3 separate regions of the Mus musculus genome follow, and all the other regions are linked to region 2. A link is a contact called in public HiChIP or PLAC-seq data. All regions are on one chromosome and are shown on one strand. The core of a region is the stretch at or near the end of the contact, and the rest is flanking DNA. Distances in the headings are between cores, read along the strand shown.

The links. HiChIP or PLAC-seq counts read pairs in DNA pulled down with a chosen protein or histone mark.
Region 1: a contact with region 2 is called in an H3K27ac HiChIP or PLAC-seq map of embryonic fibroblasts, with 17 read pairs. The contact joins two enhancer-like sites. A contact is called at or near these places in 1 of 39 promoter capture datasets (cranial neural crest), 1 of 15 datasets of contacts at CTCF or cohesin (the NIH/3T3 cell line), 3 of 484 Hi-C or Micro-C datasets (CD4 T cells, nephron progenitors and ventricular fibroblasts), 5 of 115 datasets of contacts at active chromatin or transcription factors (double positive thymocytes, embryonic fibroblasts, embryonic stem cells and 2 more) and 3 of 9 other capture datasets (adipose tissue, liver and pancreatic islet).
Region 3: an H3K27ac HiChIP or PLAC-seq map of extraembryonic endoderm stem cells shows a contact between it and region 2. The contact joins two enhancer-like sites. A contact is called at or near these places in 1 of 39 promoter capture datasets (embryonic stem cells), 1 of 484 Hi-C or Micro-C datasets (muscle stem cells) and 9 of 115 datasets of contacts at active chromatin or transcription factors (double positive thymocytes, embryonic stem cells, epiblast stem cells and 2 more).

The regions. Positions count from the first base shown.
Region 1 is chr12:80,364,565-80,368,669 of GRCm38.p6, forward strand. The region is part of intron 6 of Dcaf5 (DDB1 and CUL4 associated factor 5); the gene reads right to left. Among named protein-coding and RNA genes, the nearest start is that of Mir1843a, 25 kb to the right of the region's middle. Within about 2 kb of position 1,822, at least 158 of the 459 cell types and tissues checked have an H3K27ac peak or open chromatin away from gene starts, as enhancers often do. A contact at or near this core is called in the NIH/3T3 cell line and embryonic fibroblasts, where this site is marked.
Region 2 is chr12:80,289,389-80,293,727 of GRCm38.p6, forward strand. No RefSeq gene overlaps it. Among named protein-coding and RNA genes, the nearest start is that of Gm29952, 21 kb to the left of the region's middle. Within about 2 kb of position 2,878, at least 81 of the 459 cell types and tissues checked have an H3K27ac peak or open chromatin away from gene starts, as enhancers often do. A contact at or near this core is called in the NIH/3T3 cell line, embryonic fibroblasts, extraembryonic endoderm stem cells and 1 more, where this site is marked.
Region 3 is chr12:80,213,199-80,217,845 of GRCm38.p6, forward strand. The region is part of intron 1 of Actn1 (actinin, alpha 1); the gene reads right to left. Among named protein-coding and RNA genes, the nearest start is that of Actn1, 45 kb to the right of the region's middle. Within about 2 kb of position 3,318, at least 95 of the 459 cell types and tissues checked have an H3K27ac peak or open chromatin away from gene starts, as enhancers often do. A contact at or near this core is called in extraembryonic endoderm stem cells and muscle stem cells, where this site is marked.

The DNA of each region.
Region 1 (4,105 bases), core at 572-3,071, 74 kb after region 2:
ACTGCCCAGTTTGCTCTCTCCTTCTACTATGTGGGTCCTGAGGAGGACAGCTCAGGTCATCAGGTTTGGCAGCAAACACCTTTACTTTCTGAGCCATCTCAACAGCCCCCACAACTGTACATCTTTAAATTAAAGGTTTGAGGGACAGTGAGAATTGAGCCCAGGGCCTTATACATGTGAAACACCATGCTATTGAATTATACCTCAGCTCCTAAAGTGTACTCTGTGTGTGTGTGTGTGTGTGTGTGTGAAACTGGGTATTGCTAAGTAGCCAAGGCTGGACTTAATCTTAATCTTGTTAATTCTCCTGTCTCACCTTCCTGGGTATGAAGATTATAGGCATGTACATATACACCCAGATCAAAACCTAGTACTTTTACATGGAAAAATCTCAGATAATATTTGTGTCACAATTTTTTTTTTTTTTTTAGGGTTTTCGAGACAGGGTTTCTCTGTGTAGCCCTGGCTGTCCTGGAACTCACTCTGTAGACCAGGCTGGCCTCGAACTCAGAAATCCGCCTGCCTCTGCCTCTCAAGTGCACGCCCGGCTGTGTCACAATTTTTAAAAGTGTAGAAAATAAAACTTAGGCCCTTCATAGAGATCTTTGAGGTCAAGTATCCTAAGGTTCTCTGTATCTCCCTAACATCCTGGAGCAGCAGGCTACCTCCAACCCAACCATGACAAGGACGTAAGTGATGTCTTTCTATGTGGCAGCTTCAAATCATTATTGCTAGGTCTAACCTAACTAATTAGACTCACAAATACATTGTGTTATGAGCAAACAGTGACAAACAGCACCTTGAGCACACACTTATTTCCAGATGTTGACAGACGCTGTAGCTCCCCGCCCTTGGGCCACCTTCTGCCTGGCTGCCTACTGCTAGCCTCCCTATCTCTGACAAAGGCTCTCCCTCTCCAGAGCATGTTTGCAAGTTGCTCCAAGAAGTGAATGCTGCACAGGAACAGCCCACAACCAAAGACTGCTGTGAGTGGGCCTGTGAGCAGCCCAGCTTCCTGTCCTGACATAAGAATGAGGATGTCTGTGCTCTATGGCTCCCCTCTCAAGGGCAAACTCAAGGGCTGGTAGCCATAGGCAGTCCTTGTCTTCCACACTACCCTGCTCTGCTGCGAACTGCATTTCCAAAGAATTAGCTACATCTGAAAACTGAACCTCTAGTACGGCAGAGGGAGGGAGCCAGAACACAAAAGAATCATCTACTAATTACACGCATGTATGCATGTATGTATTTATGCATGCATGCATGCATGCATAGAACAAAACTCGCTAGTCCATACCTCATTCTTTCTTGTTTTCTTTAAAAGAAGCCATGAACCTAACATCAAATTCCTGCTTCCCTCCCTCTCTGAACCTCACCAACCGAAATAAACAAAAAATGCATACTAAAAACAATACCACAAGGCTATACTCATCAGAAGTCTTACTTTACTGAAAGATCAGTATTTTCCTAATTGCTTAGTACTCACTGGGGCAGAGCCCAGGACCGTTAAAGGGGCCAGCTGTCCAGACAGAACGCTGACTCAGAAGACAGCCTTAGAAGGAAGAAAACATTCCCAGAGTTAAGTCTGCTGGTTCTGATATAGCTCCTCAAACACACAGAAAATGCTTGGAATGCTTTCAATGCTTTTGGGGGTAAAGCAAGTTCTGATAGTTCTTCTCCTTAAAACTCTTCCATCTACCAGGACTGATCATTTCCGGGGTGGTGGGGGTGGGGTGTCTCCACCCACTGACATCTAGCCAGACTCTGTAAGTGCTCACACCAACACTGGAATTACAAGCTGCCCTGAAGAATTCAGTTATGGCATTTAGTGGTTGGCTGTTGGATTCTTGCCAACATTAACAGTTGGCTGCCTGGGATACTGTTAACTGTGAGAGCCTGAAAATAAAATGAGTTCATTCTTTTATTCTTTAAACAAATATTTATTGAGTGTCTACTATGTATTGAGCACTATTCTAGGGAAGGAAAGAGAAATGGCGAAGAGAAAGCAACGCTGTCTCTGCTCTCACGGGACAATCATCTTTTATTGAGTCGGGTAAAATTATACACATATAATGTGGGAAAGGGGAACAATGTTAGGAACAAGAAACAAGAAATATATACGTGACGTTCCCAGTGGGGGCAAGCATTAAAAGAACAGGGAACCATCTAGATAAGAAGCTGAGGTAGCCGGGGTAGGTGGTTTCCATTTATGTAAGGTGGCCACAGAAGACTTCTCTGATAAAATGGCACTGTGAGCAAAGCCCTGAAGGAAATGAGGGAGCAAATTATGTGGTTATCTGGGAGAAGACTATTCCAAAAAGGGACAGAGAATTCTGGGATATTTAAAATATAAAGCAGCAAACTCTGTGTAATGGCTGAAACCTGTAATCCAAGTATTCAGACGGCTTTGAGGCAAGAGGCCAAGTGAGGAAGAGCCTAGCTTAAACTATAAAGAGTTCTAGGACAGCCTGGACTACAAAGTCACAGCACATCACAAAACAAAGTAAAAAGCATAACAAATTAGGTAGCCAATGAGCCTGAGGCTCCACTCATGCTGGGCAGGAAACCCCCTCAACTGTACTCCTCCTGACCTTTTCTTTTTTTTCCATTTTTTAAAAAATTTATTAGGTATTTTCTTCATTTACATTTCCAATGCTATCCCAAAAGTCCCCCATGCCCTCCCCGCCCCAACTTCTTGGCCCTGGCGTTCCCCTGTTCTGAGGCATATAAAGTTTGCAAGACCAAGGGGCCTTCCTCCTGACCTTTTAAAACTTGTTCTGAGACTGTGTCTTACTAGCTTGCCGGTCTGACCTTGAACTTGCCACCACAGGCCTTTGTCATTAGGCTCCACTTTTTTCAATGTGTGTAGAAGATTATCTCAAGTGGGCCCTGAGGTAGTGACACATTTAACCTCACCACTGGGAGTAGAGCTTCCTTTCCTAAGGTTGCCTCCTAGGTCTGGGCTGGATGAAACATCAGACTTAGTGAGGCCTGGCAATGGTCAGTGCTCACGGCACTGAAGTCCTGGTGTGCTCTCTGAAAGATTTCTGCTGTAGAAACAGAGACAGAAGAGCTCTAATGCCAATCACTCCCAAGAGAAATCTACAGTCCATGCTCTCATTAACATTCATAATCACTTGTACTAAACCATAAAGCTGAACTTCATAAAGCAGAGGTGTAATCTCTCTCTGTCTGTCTGTCTGTCTGTCTGTATTGGTTTCTCTTTCTTTCCTAATCACTGGGATTACAAGACTGGGCCACCATGATCCAGTGTTCTGCATGGGTCCCAGATGGTGTGTGTATTGGGGGTGTTGAAACTGGGTCCATTTAATCCCAGAAATCAGGAGGCAGAGGTAGCAGATCTCTGTGAGTTTGAGGCCAGCCTGGGCTACATAGAGAGACCCTTTCTCAAAGCAAACAACCCCCCTCCCCTCAAATCTCAGTTCTTAGGAGCCTTTACCTTATAAGGTAGAATAGAACAGGGAGATGCCAGAGGGAGACTATTTCAAATACAATACATAGGCAACAGTGTCTCCATTTCTCCCAAATACTTAGAACTGAGGAAAAGGAGAACCATATACTACCTTGGGGCAAAGGAGACATACTTTGTCTGGCTTTGGGCTAGAAAGATAACAATACAAAACCGAGCATGGGTTGTACAGTCTGTATTCTCCACAATCTTTTTCCAGCTAGTATCAAAGCTTAGCTGTTGTCTCCACAATGACTCATTTCACTGCTCACAGGGAAGTTTAACCTAATCCACGTCAGTACACAAATACTAACTTGATCAAGTACAAGGGCTCAACAATCACTCCTTCACAATGGGTGTCATAAAAAAGAGGACCACACAGGGAGCTGCGTGGGCTTGCTTGCCCTGATACACTGTAAGTGTGCTAACCTATAAGGCAACAGTGATTTAGGCCATACTCTACTTTCTGGTGCTATGATAAAAAGCAATGTTCGCGCCAACAACTTCTGCCCATTTCTTCATTTCTCTTTTTCAAATTAAAAAGGAAAAAAAAATATACACGTGTATGTATGTGGTGTGTGTATATGTGTGTGTGTATTTAACTAATTTAACTATGTCTATGTGTGAGTGCAGGTG
Region 2 (4,339 bases), core at 1,628-4,127:
TGGTCTACATAGTGAGTCCCAGCCAACCTGAGTTAGAGAGTAAGACACTGTCACAAACAAAACAAAACAGGGGGACCGGTAGGATGGCTCAGCAGATAGAGGTGCTCATTGCCAACACTGGAGACTCAAGTTCTATCCCCAAGACCCACATACATGATAGTTGAGAACTGATGCCGATGGTTGTCCTATAATATCCACATGCAGGCTCTGACCATAGGGGTGTGTGTGTGTGTGTGTGTGTGTGTGTGTGTGTGTACACTATAACTAGTAAAGTGGTTGTTTTTGTTGTTGCTATTGTTTTGAGACAGGGTCTCACTATGTAGCCCTGGCTATCCCAGAACTCTCTACATAGTCCAGGCTAGCCTAGAACTCAGAGAGAGATCCTTCTGCCTCTGCCTCTATGCTAAAATTAAAGGTGTGTGCCACTATGCTCAGCTTAGTTGAGTGTTGAAACACACACACACACACACAAGAAAGGAAGGAAGGAAGGAAAGTGGAGTTGAGGGCACCTCAGGCCATTGAGAAACGCTGGGTGGAGGCCTGCCACCCGGGCACCTACTGCACTTCCTCACTCCCTCCTGTCCTGGTTCCACTCGTGCTTGGTGCCTGAGCAGCACAACACTCCACCCCCTACCCCCAAGTCCCTTGCAGCTCTGACATCTACTCTCTCCTGACCTTGAGACTACCCTGACCTCCAACTCTGGGTTTGTAAAGCTTGGGGCTGCATGCCAGTCTTCCTAAATGAGTTTGTAAGGCTGAGGCTCTCCTCCTATAGATTAGGAGGACATCAATGGGAGAGTGATTATGTGCCACTTCCTTCTCAGCCCTTCTCTTTCTTCTTCTCCTGGATATACCACAAGAAGGTAGCTGTTGGAGAAATCAGACTAAATGTGGCCTGTGGGCATCTTGATTTTCTTGACTTTCAGCCTTTGAATTATGAGAGATAAATGCCTGTGTAGCCTGTGACATCTTGTTGCGGTAGCCTCAACAGACTGCCACGTCTACCCAAGAGGCTCAGCAGCTCTAGGGGCAGCAGATTACTCAGGCAGGGGACAGGGGACAGTGGGAATGAATATGTCCCACCTTACTCTCTAGCCAGTCCCTGAAAGCCTACCCAAGGAGCTTGCTCCAAGGACTGTACAGGCAGCTGTGTTCTCTAGAAAACCTCTTAGAACATCTTCCCTATCCTTCAGAGAGAGCTCTGCTCCTAGCAAGTCTCCTCCTTCTGCTGGGCAGACCAGGCACATGTTCTCATCCAACCACTGAGCCCGTTTATGCCTTACGCTGAATCCTTATCTGTAGAGATGCCTAAAGTTTACTGGAGAAACATGATAAAGAAGGTAATCTCCAAGGAAGTGGGTAAAGAGATAAATCCTGGTGTCTATCCCCAGAGTCCTATGCATCTGGCTGTGTCCTGCACTTGGAGCCTGTATTTTAAACAAAAACTGTAAGGTCTGCTGGTGACGGGTGGGAACCTGCTTTCTTTGGGTCGGCTGGGTGTCCTGGGCATCAGAACTTGAAAGCCCTCTCCTGTTTCCCATCCTCTGTCCAACTCTGCTGTGCAGTCCTGGTTGAGACCCAGTACTTACTGTGCACCCCAGCAAGTACTGACATGAGGGTTGCTAGGTTGATCCGGGCATCTCCCTGGGAGGAGGGGCGAGTCGTTCTTGCAGGCTGCCAACTGAGAACAGTTGGGTCTGGCCAACAGCTCTGGAGCGTGGCTGGTTGCTGAGGAAATACAAAGAGACATTACTGTCTCAGAGTTTCCACCCCCATGGAAGCCAGTGCTGGGAAGTACTTCACAGCCAGCCCAGGCGCCAGGATGAAGGGTAAGGGGGTGTCTGCGGCGCCGGGTGTCCACTCTGTGCCAGGAAAACTCCAAACCAGGCTGTGTCTGGACTAGTCCAGTCTTCCCAGCAGTCCTGCAAGTTGGGGTGTCACAGGTGAGAAAGTGAGGTCCACAAATATGAGATGGCTGACCGTGAAGAAAGAGGTGTGTGTCTAACCTGTACCAAGCATCTCATTAAGCATTGGTCAGTGCAGAGGCAGGCTCCAGCATCCAGCCCTACCCTTGCCTCTGAGCACTGTGGGACCTGGGGATCACCCCAGCAAGGTTTCACTCTCTTCCTGCTCTGACCGGATTGCCCCCACAGAGGATAGATGAGATCCAATATCCCACCCCACCCACCATGGCTACCCACTTGTCCTGGGGCAGAGAGGCACTCAGTGTGCCCAGCAGTGGAGGCTGTAAGCAGAGGGGAAGCCCTGAGGTGATTCAAGGGCTACAAGGTTGGGGGTGACCTGGGATGACAGAGAAGCTAGTGCTCCCAAGCACAGGTCACCCAGTCTAGCTGAGTGGCCCTCGAATGGCCCCTTGATATGATTGCACACCAGTGTCCTTCTCTACAAATGTAGACTGTCTCTGTTACATGTGTAAGGAACGAATGAGATGAACCACAGAGGGCTTGACACATCACCACCAGCAAGTTACCAAGTGACTGTTCCCACCACTCCTGCCAGTGGTCTTTTGTTACTGTTGCCTGTTCTCTGGCTTGACTCTGGAGTCAGAGCCAGAGCCAGAGCCAGAGCCAGAGCCAGAGCCAGAGCCAGACTAAGCTGTAACCCTGGGCATCCTCAGTCTTATCCAGGGATGGTCAGGCCAGGTGGCACAGCAAAAGAGCTCGGTGGCCTTGAGAGGTGTTGCCCCCACCCCCACCCCTGCTCCAAGCCAGTGGTGCTTAGCCTTGGCTGCTTGTTAAAACCACCCTGGGAGCTTTTAGAGGTGGCCATATCCTTAAATTGAAGTTCCTGGGAGTAGGAGTCAGGCCTGGGTGGTTTTTGAAAGTTCCCAGAAGATCCCAGCAAGCAGAGTTGGAATCAGGATTCCAAGCTACTGACTCATGCACAGGAGAGAAGTTCTTTTGTTGTTTGGAGACTGACTAGCCCTGGGAGTCAGAGGAGTTTGGCCTTTGACCTACAAGTGACTTAATCTTGAGACCATTTAAGACTCAGTTTACAGCTGGGCAGTGGTGGCGCATGCACGAAAAGACTCAGTTTACTCATTTGTAAAGTGAGGGATGAAACCTATTAATAGATGGATTTTGAAGAACAGGTTTAAATTAAATACAGTTGCCTGTCATATAACAGACATTTATTATATATAATTATTATAGTCTATAGCTAAAAGTCCCTCACTGATGATCAATAACCAAATAAGTTGTTATAATACCACAGATACACACAGATACATACACATACATGCATACATATACATGTGCACACACATGCATGTGCACACACACAGAGAGATGCACAGAGACTTGTGCACACACACATGCATATAGACATGAATAGAAGACACACAGGCATACACATGCACATTTATACATGCATATGCATGAGTACACACACTCGCACACACTTATGCACGAATATCAAGTTTGAACACTCTCCTGCTTTAAGCCTCTTCAGTTCCCTTCTTCCCTCTCCGTTGCCAGCTAGCTTCCTGAGACTGTAATGTTGATGGGATTGCCCCTGGGAACCACCTCAGATATCACTTTAGAGTTTTCCTTAGGCTCTATTTGGTGACACTGCTGATGCTAGAAGATTCTTCGGGGCAGGGCTTTCTTATTTAGAGTGTTCAAATACTGGGGTTAGGAGTGGAGGAGGGGCTCCCAATGCATTCACCCTGCAAAAGCCGCACAGCTTGGCTCCAGTGTTTTGTTTCCTTGCTTTGGGCTAAAATTATCTTATTCCATGCTGACTGGAGGCTCTGGCAACTGAATCCTTTTAATTAATTAAAATGCAGAAGTAAGTCAATTATTACTTATTAAATGCATGCTCTTCCCCACAAACCTCTTAAGTATGTGATTTCCAGAGAAAGACTCTCTGCAGCACAAGTGTCCGCAGGAAATGGGGTCCTTACGTTGTTGGTTAGCAGCCTTGAAGGTCACTGAGGCTGGGCCCCTCCTTCAGTCACTTGGAAACCCAGAAACTGGAAGAGTAGGACTCTGTGGGCTGCTCAAGGATGGAATGTGAGTTTTGTTGGTTTTGATGTTTCTTTCTTTCTTTAATTTTGTTTTTGTTTGTTTGGTTGGTTGTTTGGTTGTTTGGTTGTTTTTTAGAAACAGGGTTTCCCTGCCTGTCCTGGAACTTGTTCTGTAGATCAGGTTGGCCTTGAACTCAGAGATCTCCCTGTTTCTGCCTCTCAAGTGCTGGGACTCACGGCATTGTGCCACCACCCCTGGGTTATGAGCTGTATCTCTGATACTACAGTGAAGTCTAGACGATGACTATATAGCAGAAAGCTTTGGGGAAAACAGCAGAGACACGCCATTGT
Region 3 (4,647 bases), core at 2,068-4,567, 76 kb before region 2:
GCCAGCCTGATCTACATACCAGGACAGCTAGGGCTACATAGTGAGACCCCATCTCAAAACAAAAACATGAAGGGGGTACCTGAACTGGGGAGGGGGGAATAGGGCTACTTGTAGGCTTGTAAGCACCACTATCTCCCTGCCAGAGGGAGAAAGCTATTGTCTTTACAGTGCATACTATAAGCACACTCCATCAATGGCATTAGGCTTGAAGAGATGTTGAGTTCAACATCCTCATTTTATAACGGAGGGCACAGGACCAGAAAGGGTTAAGTGTCTTTCCTCGGGCCATTGACACCGATTCTAACTTCCTCATAACTTCTGCTCCCCAGAATGATATGGCTTTGTGGCTCAGGGATAGCGGGGCAGGGTGGGGAAGGGGTGTAGAACCAAGGCTGAAACTTCAAGTGAGCCAAATTTCATGACATTCCACTGAAAACCAGTCACTGGAAAATGAAAGCCACATGGGTTTTGGGAAGCCCCTCCAGCATCAGCAGTGCTGGCAAGAGAGAGACAGCCTCCCTGGGGAGCATGGCGGTGAGAGGTGAGGAAGGGGGCTAGTGGGTGAATGTCCAAGAGATTGGAGACCACCCAGGAGGGAAGTAGACCAGAAAAAGATGGGCAGAAGGAACAGGACTCAGGAACTGGGCCTCTGACCAGCAGGAGACAAGACATGTCTGAGGAGGTCATCTCAACGTCCATAGTCAAAGAAGCATGCCTGATTCGGCCCCGGGGCAGAACAGGCAGCTGGTGAGAGACAGGGAGCCTCTGCAGCTGTACCCAAATGACCCCGTGCAGGTGACTTCACTTCTGCAGCTCTCCATGACCATATCTGGAAGATGACTGCGACACAGAGCCTAGGCAGCTGCTTTCAGGAGGATAAAGGACAGATAGCTTCAGGAAAGATCGGAGCTCGGTGGACTGAGGGACCCAGAGCTGGACATGTCATACGTCAGAGGAGGACACTGTGTGAATGTGCTGAAGGGGTTCACACAGCTACCCCCTCACCCCACCCCACCTCCGCTGTCCCCCAGCTGAGTAAGGAAGTCCCTTTATGATGGCAATTCTACAAAAGTCCAGGAAGCCCCTGAAAGCATTGGTAAGACCAGAGTGACCGGTGAAGCCACACATGTATGTAAGCAGGGTACTTGACCCTGACACTTCAGGGTCTGAGGTCAGAATACTCTGCAGCTGGAGGAATAGCGTGGTCTTAGACATCAGATGCTCAACACCCATCATGGCCCCTACCCACTAGATGTTAATAACCGTCTATCCAAAATGGAGACAACCCTAAAGCACGCCTTGTAGAGAATCTGGTCTAATAGAAGCAAACATACATGCCACAGTTGACATGATAGCAACTGTGCTTACGAAGCATGCATGTGCGTGCATGCATGGGATGGACGACTCTTCTGAGCGTTTTGTCACATTTAACTCCTTGGATCTTCACAGTGGTGCTAGGAAAGGAAAGGAAAGGAAAGGAAAGGAAAGGAAAGGAAAGGAAAGGAAAGGAAAAGAAAAGAGCCAGAAACCTAGACTTCTATGTGGAACTGCTCAATCTTTAAACACTGCTACAACTGAAAATATAATGCATGCCACAAGGACCCGGTCTGCCTCCAAAAAAAAACAAAAAAACAAAAAAACAAACAAACAAAAAAAAGAATTAGCAGCCAAGAAGTCTAAATTAAGTCTCACTGGGTATCTGCTCCCACAGTGGGAAAGCATGGGACCTTTCTAAGTCTGCATGCATGTTATATACAAACACAATATGTGGTGCATTTGGTAAGCACCAAGTAATACCTGTGTCTACCACTCCTAAAGAACACTGGTGAGTGACATCAGCCATTTGAGAATCTAGTAGCAAGAGCTGTGGGCATTTCTATCAAAGGTAGAGGAGAGGGCTGACATTCTGTGAGGCAGAGAGACGACTCCTCAGCTGGAACTGATCAACAGCCCATGTGTCTCACAAAGGACATTAGATGGCTATACACATCCTGTCATGCCCTGTGAATTAAAACAACAGGTGAGCTCACTGTGCCGATTAGCTGATCAGCCTGACGCAAGGTAGGATCATCTGGCAAGAGAGAAGCTCAACTGAGGCTCTGCCTCCATCCCGTTACCCTGCAGGCAGATCTATGGGGGCCTTTTCTAAACTATTGATTGATGGGGTGGGAAGGCAGCTCACTGTGGCAGTGCCACCTCTGGGCAGGCAGCCCTTGGACATATAAAAAAAGGTAGCTGACCGTGAGCCTTAGAAAGCCAATGAGAGGCCATCTTCCTTGGCTCCTGCCCTGCTTTCCCTCACTGATGAACTGTGATCGGGACGTGGAAGCAGAATAAATCCTTTCCTCCCCAAGTTCCTCATGGTCCTGGTGCTTATCACAGCAATGGAAAGCAATTATATTTGCAAAACGAGTTCCTGCTAATTCCAGTTGTCAGAGGGTGTGCGAGGCAGTCCCCCACCCCCACCCCCCATACAACTGTGTGCAGGCTGACTGGTTACAACTCTAGAGGAAATCAGCTTGCCAATGTGAACCACAACAGGCCTGAACTATACACCCCAATTCGAAGACTCTATCCTGGGTATAAAATGCCAAATAAAGAAAAGGCCTAGGGGCTGGAGAGATGGCTTAGCGGTTAAGAGCATTGGCTGCTTGCTCTTCCAGAGGTCCTGAGTTCAATTCCCAGCACCCACATGGTGGCTCACAACCATCTGTAATGGGATCTGATGCCCTCTTCTGGTGTGTCTGAAGACAGCTACAGTGTACTCATATAAATGAAATAGATAAATAGATAAAGAGAAAGAAAGAAAGAAGAGGTGTTATGCATGAAAACTTGCTCCTTAGCCTAACTGAGGTGGAGAAAACCAGGAAGACACCAAATTGTAATAATAAGGCACATAGTTAAGTAAATCACCATATGTGCCCACATAGTAGATGATTAATATGATAGGTTCTGAAATAACGTGAGCATAAGAATGTGTAATTAACAAAGAAGTCTGAAACAAGATAGCATGCACTACTGCTTATAAACACAGGGTTAGAGCTGTGTGCAATCACACAGACATGACAAATGACTAAGACCAAATGTGTCCAAATGCAAACACACTTGGTGCTCCAGGAACTGAAGTTCCCAGGATCCTTAGCTGCTCTCCTGGCCCGACTGCCTATAAATACAGTTGGCTGGTTACACTCTCTGCCTTCTCCCACGGCAAGCCTCTTCTTTTAGACATTTATTTCCCCATCCACAATCCAGGCTGTCCACGCTCAAGTGACCTGACCAGAGAGGCTCCCAGTGACACCAGGACAGAGTAAACAATGCTCTACAGCCAAATGAGACCGGGCTAGGCAGGAACAGAACAGCAGCAGCCTACCACAGGCCTAGGTTTCACCTGCCGGCCACACCTCTCCTGGACACAGCTTTGTCTCTTGGAACCAAGGTTAGCAGTCCTGGCTCACTTCAGGGAAGCTATTGTTCCTGTCAGTCAGGAAGCATGGGCCTGCCCTGGCTCAGCTAGGCACGTGACCTCTGATAAGCTAACCTCTCTCAGCCCAGAAATCCCATCATCCATCTGGTGCTTGGACAACTCAGCTGAATAGAACACTTGGTAACAATCTTTTGTTTCTCTGTAGTTTCTTTCCAGTAAATTCCACAGAGACTGGTGGTTTAACCTCAAGGGACTCAAAACATGACCAATGTTTTGGTCTCAAGACTGCAGCTCCCTGACCCTCCTGGCCCAGCAAATAACTGTAACTAGTGTACTGGACGGGCTAAACCTTGGTGTCCAGGGAACACTGGTGGGACATGCCTCTAATCCCAGCACTCCCGAGGCTGGGGAAAGAGAATCCTCAGTTTTGAGATTAGCTTTGATGATATAGTGAGACCCTCTCTCAAGAAAATGAAAAACAAAACCAACCAAATCAAAGCTTGAAGCTGGACTCTGCCTGGAGGACCCAGGAGGCCATGGGAACCGTGGCTGGCTCTAGGGTGGAGGAAGAGAGGTTTGGAACTGGGGAGGGAGAGCTGTTTGCTTTCTGCAGAGCATCCTTTTGTTTTCTTTTGAATGTTACACCACACGCTGTCATTATCTATTTAAAAACCCATCCAAATGTAAAGAGAGTCTGGCTGAAGTGTGTAAATTACAACATTATCATAAGCTTCTGGGAAGAGACGGAAGAGACTTCCTGTTTCTCTGGGATCATTTGGTGGAAGAGAGTGTCTAGGCTATTACTGTATTACTGATGGCTTCCATGATAGAGGGAAAACTCTCTCACATTTAAACAAATGGAGGCTGGAGAGGGTGACTTAGGCTTATAACCCCACGACTAGAGACTGGAGGATCAGTGCAAGGTCTTCCTCAGTTACACAGTTAAGTTGGAGATGGCCTGGACTATATGTGATCCTGCCTCCTAAATACATGCATGCATACATACACAGAGAGAATATGACAGCCGTGCAGTGGGCACACGTCTTTGATCACAGCACACGGGAGGCAGAGGCAGGCAGATCTCTGTGAATTCAAGGCCAGCATGACTAGGGGTACCAGGATATCCAGGGTTACATAGAGAAACCCTGACTCAAAATAAAACAAAAAGCCTACGTATGAGAGAGACAGAAAGCTCTAAAAACATTCCCTTAATAAGTAAGAGG